4 separate regions of the Mus musculus genome follow, and all the other regions are linked to region 1. The links are chromatin contacts, called in public HiChIP or PLAC-seq maps. All regions are on one chromosome and are shown on one strand. The core of a region is the stretch at or near the end of the contact, and the rest is flanking DNA. Distances in the headings are between cores, read along the strand shown.

What was found. HiChIP or PLAC-seq counts read pairs in DNA pulled down with a chosen protein or histone mark.
Region 2: a contact with region 1 is called in an HNF4G HiChIP or PLAC-seq map of pancreatic cancer cells. The contact joins the promoter of Ptges here to the enhancer-like site in region 1. A contact is called at or near these places in 2 of 15 datasets of contacts at CTCF or cohesin (embryonic stem cells and large pre-B cells), 12 of 484 Hi-C or Micro-C datasets (brown adipocytes, cardiomyocytes, cerebral cortex and 7 more), 21 of 115 datasets of contacts at active chromatin or transcription factors (VIP interneurons, bone marrow-derived macrophages, craniofacial prominence and 15 more) and 1 of 9 other capture datasets (adipose tissue).
Region 3: a FOXA1 HiChIP or PLAC-seq map of pancreatic cancer cells shows a contact between it and region 1. The contact joins two enhancer-like sites. A contact is called at or near these places in 1 of 15 datasets of contacts at CTCF or cohesin (the NIH/3T3 cell line), 2 of 484 Hi-C or Micro-C datasets (bone marrow-derived macrophages and cochlea), 9 of 115 datasets of contacts at active chromatin or transcription factors (the HPC-7 cell line, the NIH/3T3 cell line, cardiomyocytes and 6 more) and 3 of 9 other capture datasets (adipose tissue, embryonic stem cells and liver).
Region 4: a contact with region 1 is called in a FOXA1 HiChIP or PLAC-seq map of pancreatic cancer cells. The contact joins two enhancer-like sites. A contact is called at or near these places in 3 of 15 datasets of contacts at CTCF or cohesin (the NIH/3T3 cell line, embryonic stem cells and large pre-B cells), 13 of 484 Hi-C or Micro-C datasets (the AML12 cell line, the N1E-115 cell line, bone marrow-derived macrophages and 5 more), 33 of 115 datasets of contacts at active chromatin or transcription factors (the 3134 cell line, the HPC-7 cell line, the NIH/3T3 cell line and 21 more) and 3 of 9 other capture datasets (adipose tissue, liver and pancreatic islet).

What each region holds. Positions count from the first base shown.
Region 1 is chr2:30,443,782-30,447,513 of GRCm38.p6, forward strand. It overlaps Ptpa (protein phosphatase 2 protein activator), which reads left to right. Exons shown (of 10, transcript NM_138748.5): 10 at 2,596-3,732. The coding sequence ends at 2,673. Among named protein-coding and RNA genes, the nearest start is that of Ier5l, 29 kb to the right of the region's middle. Within about 2 kb of position 1,815, at least 133 of the 459 cell types and tissues checked have an H3K27ac peak or open chromatin away from gene starts, as enhancers often do. A contact at or near this core is called in the NIH/3T3 cell line, adipose tissue, brown adipocytes and 9 more, where this site is marked.
Region 2 is chr2:30,901,429-30,905,160 of GRCm38.p6, forward strand. Ptges (prostaglandin E synthase) reads right to left here and starts at 1,869. Exons shown (of 3, transcript NM_022415.3): 1 at 1,662-1,869. The coding sequence starts at 1,790. Gm52550 (a long non-coding RNA gene) reads left to right here and starts at 1,827. Exons shown (of 3, transcript XR_003954020.1): 1 at 1,827-1,891; 2 at 2,107-2,222; 3 at 2,600-3,046.
Region 3 is chr2:30,863,139-30,866,870 of GRCm38.p6, forward strand. All of the region lies in intron 1 of Prrx2 (paired related homeobox 2), which reads left to right. Among named protein-coding and RNA genes, the nearest start is that of Prrx2, 20 kb to the left of the region's middle. Within about 2 kb of position 2,128, at least 100 of the 459 cell types and tissues checked have an H3K27ac peak or open chromatin away from gene starts, as enhancers often do. A contact at or near this core is called in the NIH/3T3 cell line, craniofacial prominence, embryonic stem cells and 1 more, where this site is marked.
Region 4 is chr2:30,748,245-30,751,976 of GRCm38.p6, forward strand. No RefSeq gene overlaps it. Among named protein-coding and RNA genes, the nearest start is that of Gm39783, 21 kb to the right of the region's middle. Within about 2 kb of position 1,962, at least 32 of the 459 cell types and tissues checked have an H3K27ac peak or open chromatin away from gene starts, as enhancers often do. A contact at or near this core is called in adipose tissue, heart atrium, neural progenitor cells and 1 more, where this site is marked.

The DNA.
Region 1 (3,732 bases), core at 565-3,064:
TGCTTTCCTAGGGCGTCCCGTACTCTCCACAGAAAGAGGGAGAACATCTTTCTACCTGGCCCCTCCAGTATCTGAAGCTACTTGACTGGCCTTTTTGTGCAGTGCCTCTTGGGCCATGAGACCCAAACATGTCTCCCCCCACCCCAGCCCACCCCACCTCCCACCCCAGCGCTGGTACTCACAACCTCAGTGTTGCCCTGGAGCAGCCCCTCTCTGATTCTTGACCATTATCCCATCTCTTATGAGAGCCCAGAGCTCACCCCATCTATCATCAGAGGAGGGACACCGAGGAAGGGTCAGCTGGCTTTGGTAGTAAAGATGCTTCCCACTGGCCTCGAAGGGGTTAATAGAACATGGTCTGCCAAGCTTGGGCTTGGGCCTGGCCAGCTTTTTCTGTTCTTTCCTGGATCCTCTTTCTCTAGACTTCACATCCTGTGTTTAGGCTTCAGCCCACATCCCTCTCTCATCTGGGGGGCCATTCCAGACCTCTTCCTGCTCTGCAGGCCAGCTCTAGTGCCCCGGCGTTCCCTTGGTCCTGTCTCCTCGGCCTTACTTCTGGTTTCTAGCAGGAAACACAGGGAAGACTGTCCTGCTGCTGGAATGTCAGCATGGAGGTATATGTCACCCCATGTCTCCAAACCTGGATTGATTCAGCCTTCTAAGAGGAAGGCCAGCTACCCTGCCCCCCACCCACCCCTGACCCTGTCCCCCTTTCAGAGGCAGAAGCTCTGCAGGCTGAGGGAGGAGCAGATAAGGTACAAGATGGTGGTGTTACAACACACAGGCCTTGGAAGCCACCACCTAAACCTTAAGTCCTAAATGCTAGGTGTCCCTGCAGTTATTGACTGACAGGATGTGTTGTGTGACTAAAGACTGGACAGGTGCATCTCACTGGGTGTATGCAGTAAGTGGGAGCTGACCCTCCCCTTGCCAGGATGGATTTGTAGGGTAATTCTGCAACTTGTTGACAGGCATGAGCATGAGGCTTTGTAGCACCTAGTTCTTTTTTGTTTTGTTTTTGGAGACAGGGTTTCTCTGTATAACCCTGGCTGTCCTGGAACTCACTTTGTAGACCAGGCTGTCCTCGAACTCAGAAATCTACCTGCTTCTGCCTCCGGAGTGCTGGGATTAAAGGCGTGCGCCACCACCTCTAGGTGGTATACCCAGTTCATACTGGTGCTCTTAAGCTCTAGTCCCTGGGAATAGGGCCCAGGAGAGGCCCAGTGCTCCATCCGCTGGGAAGACCCCTGAGCTGCCAATAGGGGTCTGCTCAGGCCTGGCATTAAGCAGCCTCAGGATATGCAATTAGCTGTCAAGTTCCCTGACCTGATTTTTTGAAGAGAAGTATCAGGGGCTTTCTGGGCCTTGTATGATGGGGCTATTTCTATAAGGAAGGCTATCACCGTATCTGGACTTATTTTCTCCAACTACCCAGCCTGGACTCTGCTGGGCCAGGAGGTGCCACGTTTCTAAAGCCCAGGTTCAGTTGCTGGGCAGAATTGCTGGGAGCAAAGCCCCCTTAGGTGCTTCAGCTGCCCTGGGGCCTTGGACTTCCTCCACCCCACACGCCCCCCCCAGCAGCTTCTTACCAACTTTGCTCCTGCTGGCCCTGTGGGCCCTTCCCCCACTTGCCTTTCTGGCTTTTCTTCTGGGAGAGCCTAAAGCAGGTTGACCTTTGACCCTTTCTGGAATTCAGGGGGGTGGGGGGGCCTTCCAAACTCCCACCGCTTCCTGATGACATAAGCACTGTGGCAGCTGCCTTGCCTCAGGCCTGGACATGCTGCTCCTCCCTCCCCCAGGACAGACTGCACCTCCTTCTTCATGCTTGCTTTGCTGAGGCCTAGCTCTAAGCTAGAGCTCAGTCTCTGTGGTCTACTTGCTCCTCTGTGTGCCCCTCCCACTTCTGAAGCTGCTGTCTGGGGTAAGGGAAGGTGAGCCACCAGGTTCGTCCTTTGACACAGCTAGAGCTAGGCTCTCACCTCAATAGCCTACAGGTCACCTCAATAGCCTACACCCCCGGCTTGTTTAGGAGGAGGCCAGGCCAGCCTCACATTCTGCCTGGAGCTACTGCCTGGGAGACAGAGCAAGCCAGTAACAGGCAAAGCTAGAGCCTGTGGGCCTGGGCTCAGGGAGCCACGAGCCACGAGCTCCATAGAGGCTGCTGCCAAGGTAGGGCAGGAGTGTCAGCCCACTCCTGTTGTCTCACTCTGAAGAGTCAAGATGTCTTTGAGGCCAAAGACTACAGAAAGTAGGCCCTAGCCTCTTCTCAGTTGTGTTCAGATGTCCCTATACTGCTAGGGTCAGGATTCGGGTGGGGGTGGGGGGACCTTTGTCATTTCTTATGGCTCATCCCTTCTGGGTCAAGTGATGTCTCTTAGCTGCCTGTCTTGGCTTCTGCTGAGTATGGGTGCCTTTGAGTGGGAGGTGGGGATGAGGTGAACGAGATCACCTTCCTCCTAGGCCGGGGGCTGCTCTCCAGCACAGGTGGATTCCCGTGGAGGTGGCTGCAGTTGGAAACCTCATGTTTGTCTGGGTTACTGGGGATGCAGGAGGCGAGACAGGCCTCACCTCCCTGGTTTTCCCCTCCTTTCTCAGTGCCTGGAGAAGTTCCCTGTGATCCAGCACTTCAAGTTCGGGAGCCTGCTGCCCATCCATCCCGTCACATCAGGCTAGGAGAGGCTGAACTACCAGAGCCACCCTGGCCAGGTTCCTGTGCTCTCTGTGACCCAGCACCCCTCCCGCCCACCTTCTGTTCTTTCTGTTTGATGAGAGGCTGTTTACTGAGATGGGTGCTAAGCAGGGCCTGAGTTGGGGGAATTGACCACAGTGTGCCCAGTTTTTGACTGTCCTCCGTCTGGTGGCCGAGTAAGAAGAGAGGGGCCTGGACGTGGTCCCCGGCCCTGCCCATCCCTGTGCTCCTGCTTCCTCCCACGGTCAGGCCCATGTGGAGGAGACAAGGACACCCTGCTCTTGTCATTGCTCCCCCTTTCCTCCCCATGATGTAATGGTTCCCTCATTAAGAGCAGGAGTTCCGTGCCTCCAGGGCCGGCTGGTGGGTTCCCCGCTAGCTGTGTTCCACTGGGTATCTGCTATGGAGCTGAAGGGTGAGGCTGTCATCAGCTGTTGGGAGGGCTGGGGTTGGGGGAGGTTGGTTTGTAGGGGCCATGGATGATGAGGCTGGTCTTCTCAAGGTACCATCCTAGGCCCTGGGGGACCTGTGTCCATCCTCATGCTGGCTTTGTTCCCTGGCCCTTGGCTTTGCTAGGTTTCCTGACTGTTAACATAACACTCCCCTTCCTGGGGATAGCCTAGCTATGGAAGCTGCCCTGGGCTCCTGGGAAAGCCCATTGCTTGGGTGAGATCTGACTTTCCAGAGCTGTCAAGCAGGGAGAGGAAGAGACTCCGGGAGGCAGTAGGACTGTTGTGTCTGTGGAGAACCTAGTTTTCTCCAGTCAGTCTCAGGCCTGCTGATTCTGCTGCCTCTGCCTGCTGAGTGTCTGAAGCTTCCCCCGAGGCCTTGGCTTGCTGCTCCGCTCCCTTGGGTCGGTTTGTGGCTCGTGTGGGAGAGCAAAGAAGGTAGCAGCCCCCTCCTCCCACTTCCCTCTGTGAGATGAGGGAAGTGCTGGCCTGGGCCTAGGCATAGACTCAGAATGGGTAGGGCTGCTAAGGGGACCTAGCCACAGTCACCAGTTTTCTCTCAGCGTGTGGCTGAACTGGAACCTGCAGGCTTTC
Region 2 (3,732 bases), core at 619-3,118, 460 kb after region 1:
ACCAGGCTCTGATGCTCCCTGCTCTCCAGCAGCCTCCTCTGTAACCTCAGGATGAAATGGAGCAGCGGGGCCTCATTGGGAAAGCTGGGGAGCCCAAGGTCACACTTCTGTCTTTGAGGGCCTCGGCAAAACTCCCCCATCAACTCTGGTGACGTCACAATCAACCTGTCTAAACTGTGAGGGGAGCGAGGCTCAAGCTTCACTTCCGGCTGTCCCTGGAGCTGGTAGATGAGCCCTGCCTGAGAAAAATGTAAAATGACGAAGAAAAAGGCCAGGATCTCCTACCCAGAATTCCTCCCTCCTGGCTCGGAAACCCCAACTCTGAGGGCCCAGCTTTGCCACCAGTGGAGTTCCTGTAATGAGCTATCAGGGAGCCACCTCTAGTGGGTCAAGGGGCACTCAGCATGCACTTCCAGGAAAGACCTGCGGCTGCTCCTGTTCACAGCAGATTCCAGTAGGAACCAGTCTTAAGGACCAGCATGGGTGGTGTGTTCACCATTCAAGTCTCCAGCTTCCTCTCAGAGCCACATCTCCAGGCTGCTGGGGAGAGGATCCTGAGCCGGCTCCCGTCCTCTCAATGCAGAGTGTGATTCCCTGGTCCCACTTGGCAGAAATAGAGGAGCCCAGGGCCCAAAGCAGAGAAGGCTTTCCTCCACCCCTGCATCTCCCATGGGGAGAGGAGCCCTAGAGGAAGTCAGGCTCGGGAGCCAGAGTTAACTTCAAAGGGGATGGAAGGATCCCATAGTAGGCAGACCTCTCCTTAACTCACTGGAAAACCAGGGTAAGCTAACTCCTACTGCCTTCCTGGTGGTGACTTAGTGCTCAACTTTGGGGGCCCTACAGAAGGGACAAGAACAGAATGTAGCTATCTCTCCCTGGCATCTGTGTCCCAGGACAAACCAAAGCAGAAGAATGAGAGACAGTCAGTCAGTCAGGGGTGGCCCTGCCTTCATTCCTGTCAGTACCTGCCCCAGGCAGGGGCTGAACCTGGCAGGAGGGCAAGCGGCCCACCCCGTCCCATCCCCGTACTCCGAGTCCCTCGCCTCTGGGCTGGACAGATGTTGGTTTAGGGGGAAGTGTCTGTAAAGGGCAGATGATTCACTGCTTCTACTTTCTAGGCGCTTCCAATGGACCCCTAGAAGGGGTCTGGGAGCCCTGGCCACTCCCACCAGCTCCACGTAGGTTCTTTTACTTTGGTTTCTTTGCCGGGACTGGGACCAGAGAATGTCTGTGGTCCCTCAAGGCACCCTCTAGGGTGCCACAAGTGTGTGCGGCGTCCATGGGGAGTGGGAATTTCCACGGAAAGACTTCTTAGGCTCCTGCGTTGCGGGTTCCCACTCCACCCAGATATGAGATCTCCCTGCCTGCCGGGAAACTGCCAGGTCCAGACACCTCTCGCTGTCAAGAGTCCCTGTGCTCCACTCGCAAGGGAGCCCCCCAGTACTCTCAAACCAAGAGGGTTCAGGAGCTGAAGGCTAAGCCAGCTCCCAGAAGGGCTGTGGTGGCGGCAGCCTTGAAGCAGCTCCCACCGCACGCCGGCATACACATCTCGGCCACGTTTTTTCAGTCCCTAGACTTTTCTTGCAGGGAAAAGCCAGCAGAGTGCTGATCCCCTTCTCCTCCAGCGCCCCCCCCCCCCCCCACTCCACCAGCGAACGTACCTTCTTCCGCAGCCTCATCTGGCCTGTGATGACAGCCACCGCGTACATCTTGATGACCAGCAGTGTGCTGCAGAGCAGAAAGGCCGGGAGCACCTGGCCGCTCTCCATCACCAGGCCCGGGGAAGGCATCTCGGCTAGCCGGCCTGGACTTCAACTCGGGGACACCGGGACTGAGAGTGAGACTGTCCCACAGGCGGCTTATGGAGAGGAGGAGGCGGGCCAAGTCCTGAGTAGGCGGTCACCCCCGCCCACTCCCCGCCCACCCTGATCACCCGCAGCAGGCCCCCTGCTCAAGTCAAGAAGGAACCCAGAGACTTCTGCTCCAAGTGTCCGGGTGGGGGGTGGGAAGCAGAGGAATGGAGGTGTCCCACGCCATCCTTGGCTCAGGACCATTGTTCTTTTGAAAGCCTCAGACTACATAGAGTGTTTTCTCACTTAACATCAGGTCTCCGACCCCAGTCTGCATATCACTGACCCATGCCCACCTTCCGAAAGAGCGTGAGAACCAGGGCATTTATGCTAATGTGTGGCCGCTGTAATGCTGGACATGCAGCCATGGAGGTGGGTTGTCTCTGCAAGATGGAAGGTGAGGAGACAGATCCTTCTGCCATCCTCTAACAGGACACAGACCCCCAATTACCAATTCGTGTGTGTGTGTGTGTGTGTGTGTGTGTGTGTGTGTGTATTTGCATATGGGTGGGGATATTCACGTGTGTGCACCTTTGCGTGGAAGCCAGTAGCTGCTGTCACATGACTTTCTCAATGTCCATCTTAATTTTTAATTTCTTTTAAAATTATGTTTATTTATTTATTGTGTGCCACAGTACCTGTATGAAAGTCAGAAGATAACTTGCTGATGATGGTTTTGTTCTGCCATGTGAGTCACATTCAGGTCTCACTAGCCTAAGCACCTAACTTTTCTCTTTTCCTTTTTTGAGAGAGAGAGAGAGAACCTCACTATCTACCCCCCATGGCCTGGAACTCAGAGAGCTCCCTGCTTTGGCCCTTCCAGTGCTGCGACGAAGGGCATGCACCAGTACAGCCTGGCCCTGTTACATTTTGAGGTCTGATCTTCCACTGCTCCAGAGCTCATCATTCTGCCAGCCTGACGGGCCAGTGAGCTCCGAGCATCCCCCTGCCTCTGCTGCCAGCAAATTACAAATACACACCTTCCCTGCTCGCTCCCTTCGTCAGTCAGCTAGATCGTAAAGAACAGTAATCAGGCCAAAGGAACATCACCATCAGCCTGCCATGCATGCCTCAAAGCAAGAGATCTAGGGGCAACTAGCCTGAACCCCACTCGGCTGTAAACTTAGCCAGTCCTTAGAGCACCAATGTAGCTCTGGGCTCTGATCCAATTTCCCTAGCTATAAAATGAAACTGACTATCTTGTCTCTCTCTCTCTCTCTCTCTCTCTCTCTCTCTCTCACACACACACACACACACACACACACACCATAGCAGTTGCTGGAACTATAAGGGTCTTGGTTGGAGATATATGTCCGGCCATCCTTGGTTACATAGTGAACGTGAGGCCAGCCTAGGATATATTAAATAAACCCTGTCTCAAAAGTCAGGGCTGATGAGATGGCTCAGTAGGGAAAGGTACACTCCACCAGCTTGAATAGGTGAGATTCTCTCCCAGATCTACATGGTGGGAAGATAGAATCCACCTAAGCAGGCTGTCCTCTGCTGGAGAGTATACTCATGGATAATAAGTGTAAAAAGGATTAAGTTGGAAAAATATTCATGTCTACAAACGAGGATACAGAGCACCCGCTACGCAGTAGCTCTTCCTCGCTGAGGACACCAGAGCCTCCGTTTCCCCCTACTCAGAAGAGGGTTCCTGTCTAGCTGGATTGACAGGAGGGAATCCTTGCTGCTGGGGCTGTGGGTGGCTTCTCCCTGATTTACAATCTGAACTAAAGATATGCTTGACAAGGTGTTTGTGTTTCCTAAGCGCAGGGTCACCACACAAGGCTTAGCAGTACTAGATAAGAGATAAATATCTCCCAGGGAACTGGCCATGGAAAGGTCTGGTTGTTCTAAAGCAGGTTTTATTTGTGGGTAC
Region 3 (3,732 bases), core at 878-3,377, 420 kb after region 1:
ACACACACTAGTGCTTGTGGTTTTTTGTTTTGTTTTTGTTTTCTTAGTGTAAATTCTAAGGATTGAACTGACACGGTCACACTTGTGCAGTAAACAGTCTTACCTGTGGAGCCGTCTCCCCGGCCCCGATTACCATTGAATTTTGTTTAAAAAAAAGTGTTTCTTAAATTTTATTTAAAATTTGCTATTATTGCATGCTTGTGTGTGAGAGAGACAGACAGACAGACAAACAGACAGTGGGCATTTGTATACGTATGGAAGTCAAAGGAGGACTGATTTAGCTTTCTACCATGGGTTCTGGGAATTAAATTGAGGGTGTTTCATCAAATGCCTCACCTTGTGTGTGTGTGTGTGTGTGTGTGTGTGTGTGTGTGTGTTGGGGGCGGTGATGGGAGTGTATCTAGGCTAGCTCAGAGAGGTCTAAGGTAGAACTTCAGCACCCACAGTGAAGCTTTTGGGGTGACCAGCAGCGCAGAGATATTCTACACTCTCCAGGCAGGTGGTCAGGCCCAGCTCAGCTCAGGCCAGAGCTCATGAGAGCCCAAGGTCACTCTGTAAGTCTCAAGGGCGCTCTCAGCCTTTCAGTTCAGAAAGGACATCCGCGATCTGCACACCCTTAAGAGCTTCCCGTCTGAGAGGCATGTTGTGGAAGTTAGCCAAGGTGACAAGGGTCAGTGGTCAGAATCTGCCACAGGCCCTCTACCGTACAGAGCGGTAAAGTATTTGCCGCACAAACTTGGCCACTTGAGTTCGGTCACCAGAAACCACATAAAGTGGCCTTTCTGGAGAGCCAGGATGAGGAGGTGACAGATAAGTTGATGAATGGTCCCTGATGGCCAGCTGCCCCAGCCCCAGCCTGTCTCTGTCTCTTTGTCTCTGTCTCTCTGTCTCTTAGTCTCTGTCTCTTTGTCTCTGTCTCTCTTTCACATACAGACACACACACACCCTCCATGCCCCCTCCCACTTCCACTTCTTAGAATAGTGGTCAAGAGAACGTGACTCCTGACCCGCCCATCCCCTGCAGGTGGATTAACTGAGAGTAAAACTGTCTGTACGGGTCTCAGGGCAGGGCATTAACCTCCCATGGGAGAGCACCTTCCCTCCTCACAAGTCTGCAAATTGGTTTTGTTCTACAATCCAGACTTTCTCATTCCTGGGTGAGCAAGTCTCCCAAGTGGGTTTGGGGGTGAATGAATGGGGCCGGGTTCTTCTGTTCTGCCAGTGTGCAGCTCAGAAAAAGGTGAGTGCTGGCTTTGATGTGGCCCCACCTCCTTAGAAAGCCCCTCTGTAGAAAAACTGCAGGAGCCAGAGACAAGAAGCCCTCGCAGTGTGCAAGCACATATGTGTCGTTGTGAGCAGCCAGAGGTGCCAGGACTGCCACTCAGTAGCCCGTTGTAGCTAACTGCAATCTATCACCAGATACTGGAGTGTGACAGACTGCCCCTAAAGATCATAGTCTCGTCTACAGACCAACTAGGCTCTTCCTTTGATGCCCAGAAAGGCCTTTGTAGGGCAGGGCAGCTCTCAGGCACACCAAAGAACCTGGTTGTTCTCTGGAGCTCTGCTGGCGAATGGATGGAGTTTGGTCACCCACGATCCTGGAGCATCCCACAAAACCTCACATCCTCTAGGCGCAAGGTCTAAGGGTCCCGGAGAAGGAGGGGCTGCATGACTGCTACTTTGGGGTGACAGGGTGTCTTACAGCCGAGGATGGGGTCTAGCCCAGTGCCTTCTCTGCTGTGCCATTTCTCCATAGGACCTCCCAGCCTCAGTTTCCCTTCCTGGGCCGTGGTGGGGGATGGGGATGGTGACGGTAGTACCCGGGATGCGACAGGGCAGGGCGCGCCAGGCTGTTAACGGTGTCTGGGCCGCGGGGCTGCGGCGAGGCCGGCGCCAGGGCCGCGCCTGGAACCAGATGTGGCGGCGCCGCCCTGGCCGCCCCGGCGGCTCGCACGCTCGGCCTGGCGCACACATGGCAGGCGTCTGAGGGCGCGGTCCCCGGGGTCCTGCGACCCCAGGCCGGAGTGACGAGAACAGGACTCGGGACCGGCTGAGAGAAGGGGCATCCCAAAAGCCAGCCCTCAGCCGTTCCTGCTCCTTGCGTGCTGAGGACCCTCCCGCCCCCAGAGTTTGTTTGCTTAAATCCTGCATAAGCTGTTTTAAAGCTGAGTCATCTTAGGGGCTGCCAGTTGGGAAGGGGAGGAGAAAAGGGGGTGCGGCTTTGAAACCCCGATTCTGCCATGGGCTTGTCTGTCATCCACCAGACCAGAACAAGGGATCTCATTGAGGCCTGGCCCAGCGACACACCTGCAGCCCCAACTCTGATGTCCCCATTCCAGCTTTGCGATGGTCTCTGGGCTTCCAAGTGTGACCTACTATGTCCTAGGTTGGTAGAGGAGAGAAGAAAACAATGTGGGTAAAACCCATCTCCGGGGAGGCCAGGCTAGCCCAGGTTGGCTCCTGAAGAGGTGCTTGCCTTGTTCTTAGGGGAGGGAAGTGGGTGTGGTTTGCATCCTTTCTGTTGAGTGGTTGGGAAAGAGTGGTCCAGCTCTGAGGAGACTCCAAGCTCCCTGGTTCTGATGTAGGAGAGAAAGGAGGGCTGCCTATCCCTACCCAACAAGCCAATTGCTTTTTTATTTATTTATTTATTTATTTATTTATTTATTTATTTATTTATTTGTCCACACACCAGAAGAGGGCCATTACAGATGGCTGTGAGCCACCATGTGGTTACTGGGAATTGAACTCAGGACCTCTGGAAGAGCAGTCAGTGCTCTTAACCACTGAGCCATCTCTCCAGACCAAACCAATTGCTTCTTGATGCTGTTGGGTGGAGACACCCCAGGCGTTTGCAGAGGCCAAGTAGCCAGGGCTGGGGACAGTCCAAACTCCAAGAACTCCAGCAACCCCTAAACCTCTTCCAAAACCTTAGAGGACGACTCATAAGCCCACTTCTCAGAGAAACTGAGATCCAAAGAACAGGGGTGGAGGCAGAGAGGGAACAATGGTTTAGAGATAGAATCCAATTTGTGCCTGAAGGCTCTGGGGACTAGGTGCTTAGCATCAAACTTCAGAAAATCAGTGAAGCTGGTGGACTTGCCCTGTGTATGTGCATGTGTGTGTGTGTGTGAGTGTCCATGTGTGCATGTGTGTATGTGCATGTATGTGCATGAGCATGCACATGCATGCATGTGTCTGTGTGCACATGTGTGTTTGTGCATATATGTGTGTGAACATGCACATGTATGCATGTGTGTGTTCCTGCATTTCCACTCCTTTGTGTGTGTGTTCCTGCATTTCTACTCCTTTCGCCATGAAGTATCATAGGAAGGAGGGAGCTGATCTCTGAGATGCTAAGAGATACCTAGGAGCGAGACCTCTGTGTTCCTGGCACCCTTTTCTCTGCAAATTCCAAGTTAGAAACAGCCATTTAGAGAGGGCAGTTAAAGTAACTTGCCTAAGACATGGCAAATGTGGGTGTTTCTGGAATGTCTTTCTTGGGGAGACTTAAGCAACACCCACCCCTTCCTTATAAGATTGTCAAACCAAAGTTCACCGTGGGGAGGCAATGAGTGTATTGGGCTTACTTACAGAGCATGCATGAGAGGCTGCTTATGGGAGTGCCGAGGACCCTAAAGCAGCCACACTGGAAAGTCTTCACGCAGTAATGATGATGACTTCCCAAAGCTTCATAGATAGAGGACACACACACACTTAACCTCCTCCAATCTA
Region 4 (3,732 bases), core at 712-3,211, 300 kb after region 1:
ACCTGCATTCGGTTCCCAGCGTCCACACGGAGGTACAGAGAACATTCCACAGAGTCACCCTCTAACCCTTACACTCCCATGGTGGCACACATGCCCACAAACACACAATAACTAAGTAACTGGTTAAAAAAGGTTTAACAAGACACCAACAGGGTTTGTGAAGTATTTGATGTTACAGAAAAATAAAAATAAATAAAAAAGAAAACATGTAAGACGGCATGAAACCAGTATCCGCACAGCAGTCTATAGTGTTAATTAAGTGCCCGTGCTCACAAGAGTTAAAATACAGGGCGAAGCTTAAAAGTGGTAGAAAAAAAGATGAACAACGATAAAGATAAGTGGGAAAATAACTAAAACAAGCAAAGAAAGGACCCCAAAGCCCAGCCAACCTGACCAAACAAGCCAATGACTAACAAAAATCACAAATATTTAATACTAAGAGTAGATGAAGGACTAGCAACACAGCCCAATAGGGAAAGGTACTTGTGGCAAGGGTGATGGCCCGAGTTCTATCCTTGGATCTCACACACACACACACACACACACACACACACACACACAGAGAGAGAGAGAGAGAGAGAGAGAGAGAGAGAGAGACAGACAGACAGACAGAGACAGACTGATGGACAGACAGGTGGACAGATGGACAGTTGGAAAGAGATAGAGACAGAGAATTTTTTTAAAGTGGCCCAACCTTGCCGGGTGGTGGTGGCGCACGCCTTTAATCCCAGCACTTGGGAGGCAGAGACAGGCGGATTTCTGAGTTTGCCTGGTCTACAAAGTGAGTTCCAGGACAGCCAAGACTATGCAGAGAAACCCTGTCTCGAAAAACCAAAAAAAAAAAAAAAAAAAAAAAAAAGTGGCCCAACCTTCCTCCTCACAAATGCTCCCAGGACCTCTTGACTACCAGTGCACCCAATTGGGTTTTTGTCTTGCTGAGGCATGGCCAGGTGACCAAAGACTTCTGTGGCCACCAACCATCAACACCCCCCACCCCAATGTCCTACAAAGAGACCCTATCATAAGGTGCCCAGGGTGTTAGTTCTTTCTCTCCTCATTGACCTGTTGGAGTGACTAAGGACAGGCTTTCATCCCATGGTGACATTCACAGGGTTTGCTCCGTGTCCACCCCATCCAATGTCACCTGAGCTGGGCCTGGTAGAGCTTCCTGCAGGAGACACTTCCCTAGAGATGAGCAGAGAGCAAGTGGGTGATGAAGAGCCTTCCCCAAGCCCAAGTGAGCAGTGGGGGAAGTGCACTCCAGGGGAGAGCCACCCATTTCACTATGTTTCTCTGAGGCCAGCCCAGTGCCAAGCCAATCTGGAACTGTCAGAAACCATGTACTCCAGCAGACAGAACCCAGCAACACCACAGGCCTCGACAGAGAAGAAGCCAGGGTCTTCTTAAAGCCCTCAGCTATTTTAGTTCAAGGGCAGGGCTGCAAGCCCACAGGTGCTAAGCCACTGCCCTGTAGGCCTTGAACATGCTCAGAAAGGATATTTCAGTCTATGGTAACTTTTTTCCCCTTGAGACATTGTTTCTCTTTGTATCCCCAACTGTCCTAAAACTCACTCTGCAGACTAGGCTGGCCTCAAACTCAGAGATACAGTTGCCTCTGCCTCCCAAGTGCTGGGATAAAGGCCTATACCACCACAGCCAGGAATCTATGATAATTATTAAATAGGGGTTTAATTCACAAATGTTCCTGGCTCATTTGGGATGCTCGGCTGAGCACTGATGGGTCCTGGGCTGTTACTCTGTTCCCAGTGGTATTTAAAATCATCAGGAATGGGCAGTGTGAGGGTCTCAGAGCTGAGCTGCTGGGAGCGAACAGTACCATGTCTTTCTCATTCCCCTCCCCTTTTTCTGCCCTCCGGAAGCATGTGCCTGAAGAGTCCAGGAAGAACAGCCACGGAATGCCCCAGTTTCATTTCCGTTGCTATGACAAAACACCTCAACACAAGGCAACTTGCAGGACAAAGGGTTTATTTTGAGTCACAATTCCAAGTTCCAGGCTGTCACTGCAGGGAGTCATGGGCAGCAGGAGCTTGAAGCAGCTGGACACATGACATCCTCAGTCAAGAGCAGAGAGAATCAATGCAAGCTGGCTCACATGTTTACTTGTGCTCAGCCTAGTTTCTCATTTACACAGTTCTGGACCAGTGAGGAGGGAATGGCGCTGCCCACAGTAGGTTGGGCAGGTCCAAATCAATTGACTTAAACCTCCTTCATCCTCCTAACTCCAGCCACAGACATGCTCATAGACCAACCTAACAAAAGCAATCTCTCAGAGATTCTCTTCCCATGTGATTCTAGGCTGTGTCAAATTAACAAAGCTAACAACTGGTAGTGTGGTAGCTCACACCACTAATCCCAGTACTCGAGAGGCAGGGGCAGGCAGATCTCTGAATTTGAGGCTAGCCTGGTCTACATAGCTAATTCCAGGACAGACAGGATTTCACAGAGAAACCTTGTTTTAGTTTAGGGTTTCTATTGTTATAAAGAGACACCATGACCAAGGCAACTTTTTTTTTTCATTTTTTTTTTTTAAATTTATTTTATTAATGTAAGTACACTGTAGCTGTCTTCAGACACTCCAGAAGAGGGAGTCAGATCTTGTTACAGATGGTTGTGAGCCACCATGTGGTTGCTGGGATTTGAACTCCTGACCTTCGGAAGAGCAGTCGGGTGCTCTTACCCACTGAGCCATCTCACCAGCCCCCAAGGCAACTCTTATAAAGGACAACATTTAATTGGGGCTGGCTTACAGGTTCAGAGGTTCAGTTATCAAGGTGGGAGCATGGCAGTGCCCAGCAGACGTGGGGCTGGAAAAGTTCTACATCTTGATCCAAAGGCAGACAGAAGACTGGCTCCCACATGGCTAGGAGGATGGTCTTAAAGCCCATCCCCACAGTGACACAATTCCTCCAACAAGGCCACACCTCCTAGTAGTGCCACTACCTGGGCCAAGCATATACAAACCACCACACCCTGGAGAGAGAGGAGAGCGGGAGGGGGAGGAAGGGGGTATCTATCTCATGATATCGACCTTGGAACTCAAAACTTCATGTGGTGTTAGGATTGGGCTCTCCTTCTTTTGCTACACAAAGGGTGTCTCACAAAGGGTGTCTGCACAGACAGGGGTCTCACACACTCAAAATAATAGCTATGTGAAGAATGAGGGTCATGAAGAGGGGTACACAGTGCCAGGATTGAAGGTCACAGAGCTGAACACCACCCATTATCCAGCTGCAAAACTGAAAGGGTGATACCCCAAGGCTTTGACCTGTCCTCCCTTTCTCTGTATGGAAGATGGGGACCAGAAGGAAGAGGGGACAGTCTCTTTGCTCCAGTTATCAAGGGACCCCCCCCATGATCTGGGAGAGCAACGAAACCTCCTACCCCAAGGGTCCCATAGCCCACTACTACCCTCTACCCTTCCCTAACCCAAGACCAGGGAGGGCATGACTGCTCGGGGACCCTGGAAGACCCAGAAAAAGCAAGCAGACTGTGACATGGTTCACTTAGGGTGCCTTCTCCCCCCCCCCCCCCCCGTGAGGGAGTACTCTCCTGAACCTGGATAAAACCTGCTGTCTCCTGGATCCCCTTTCGCTGTCTCCCCAAAGCTCACTGGAACTCACTCTAGGACATGAGTCTTGGGGTCTGAGGCTATTCAGAAGCACTTCCTACGGTATCTGCCCCTCACCTCTGGCCTCAATTTTCATCTGGAAA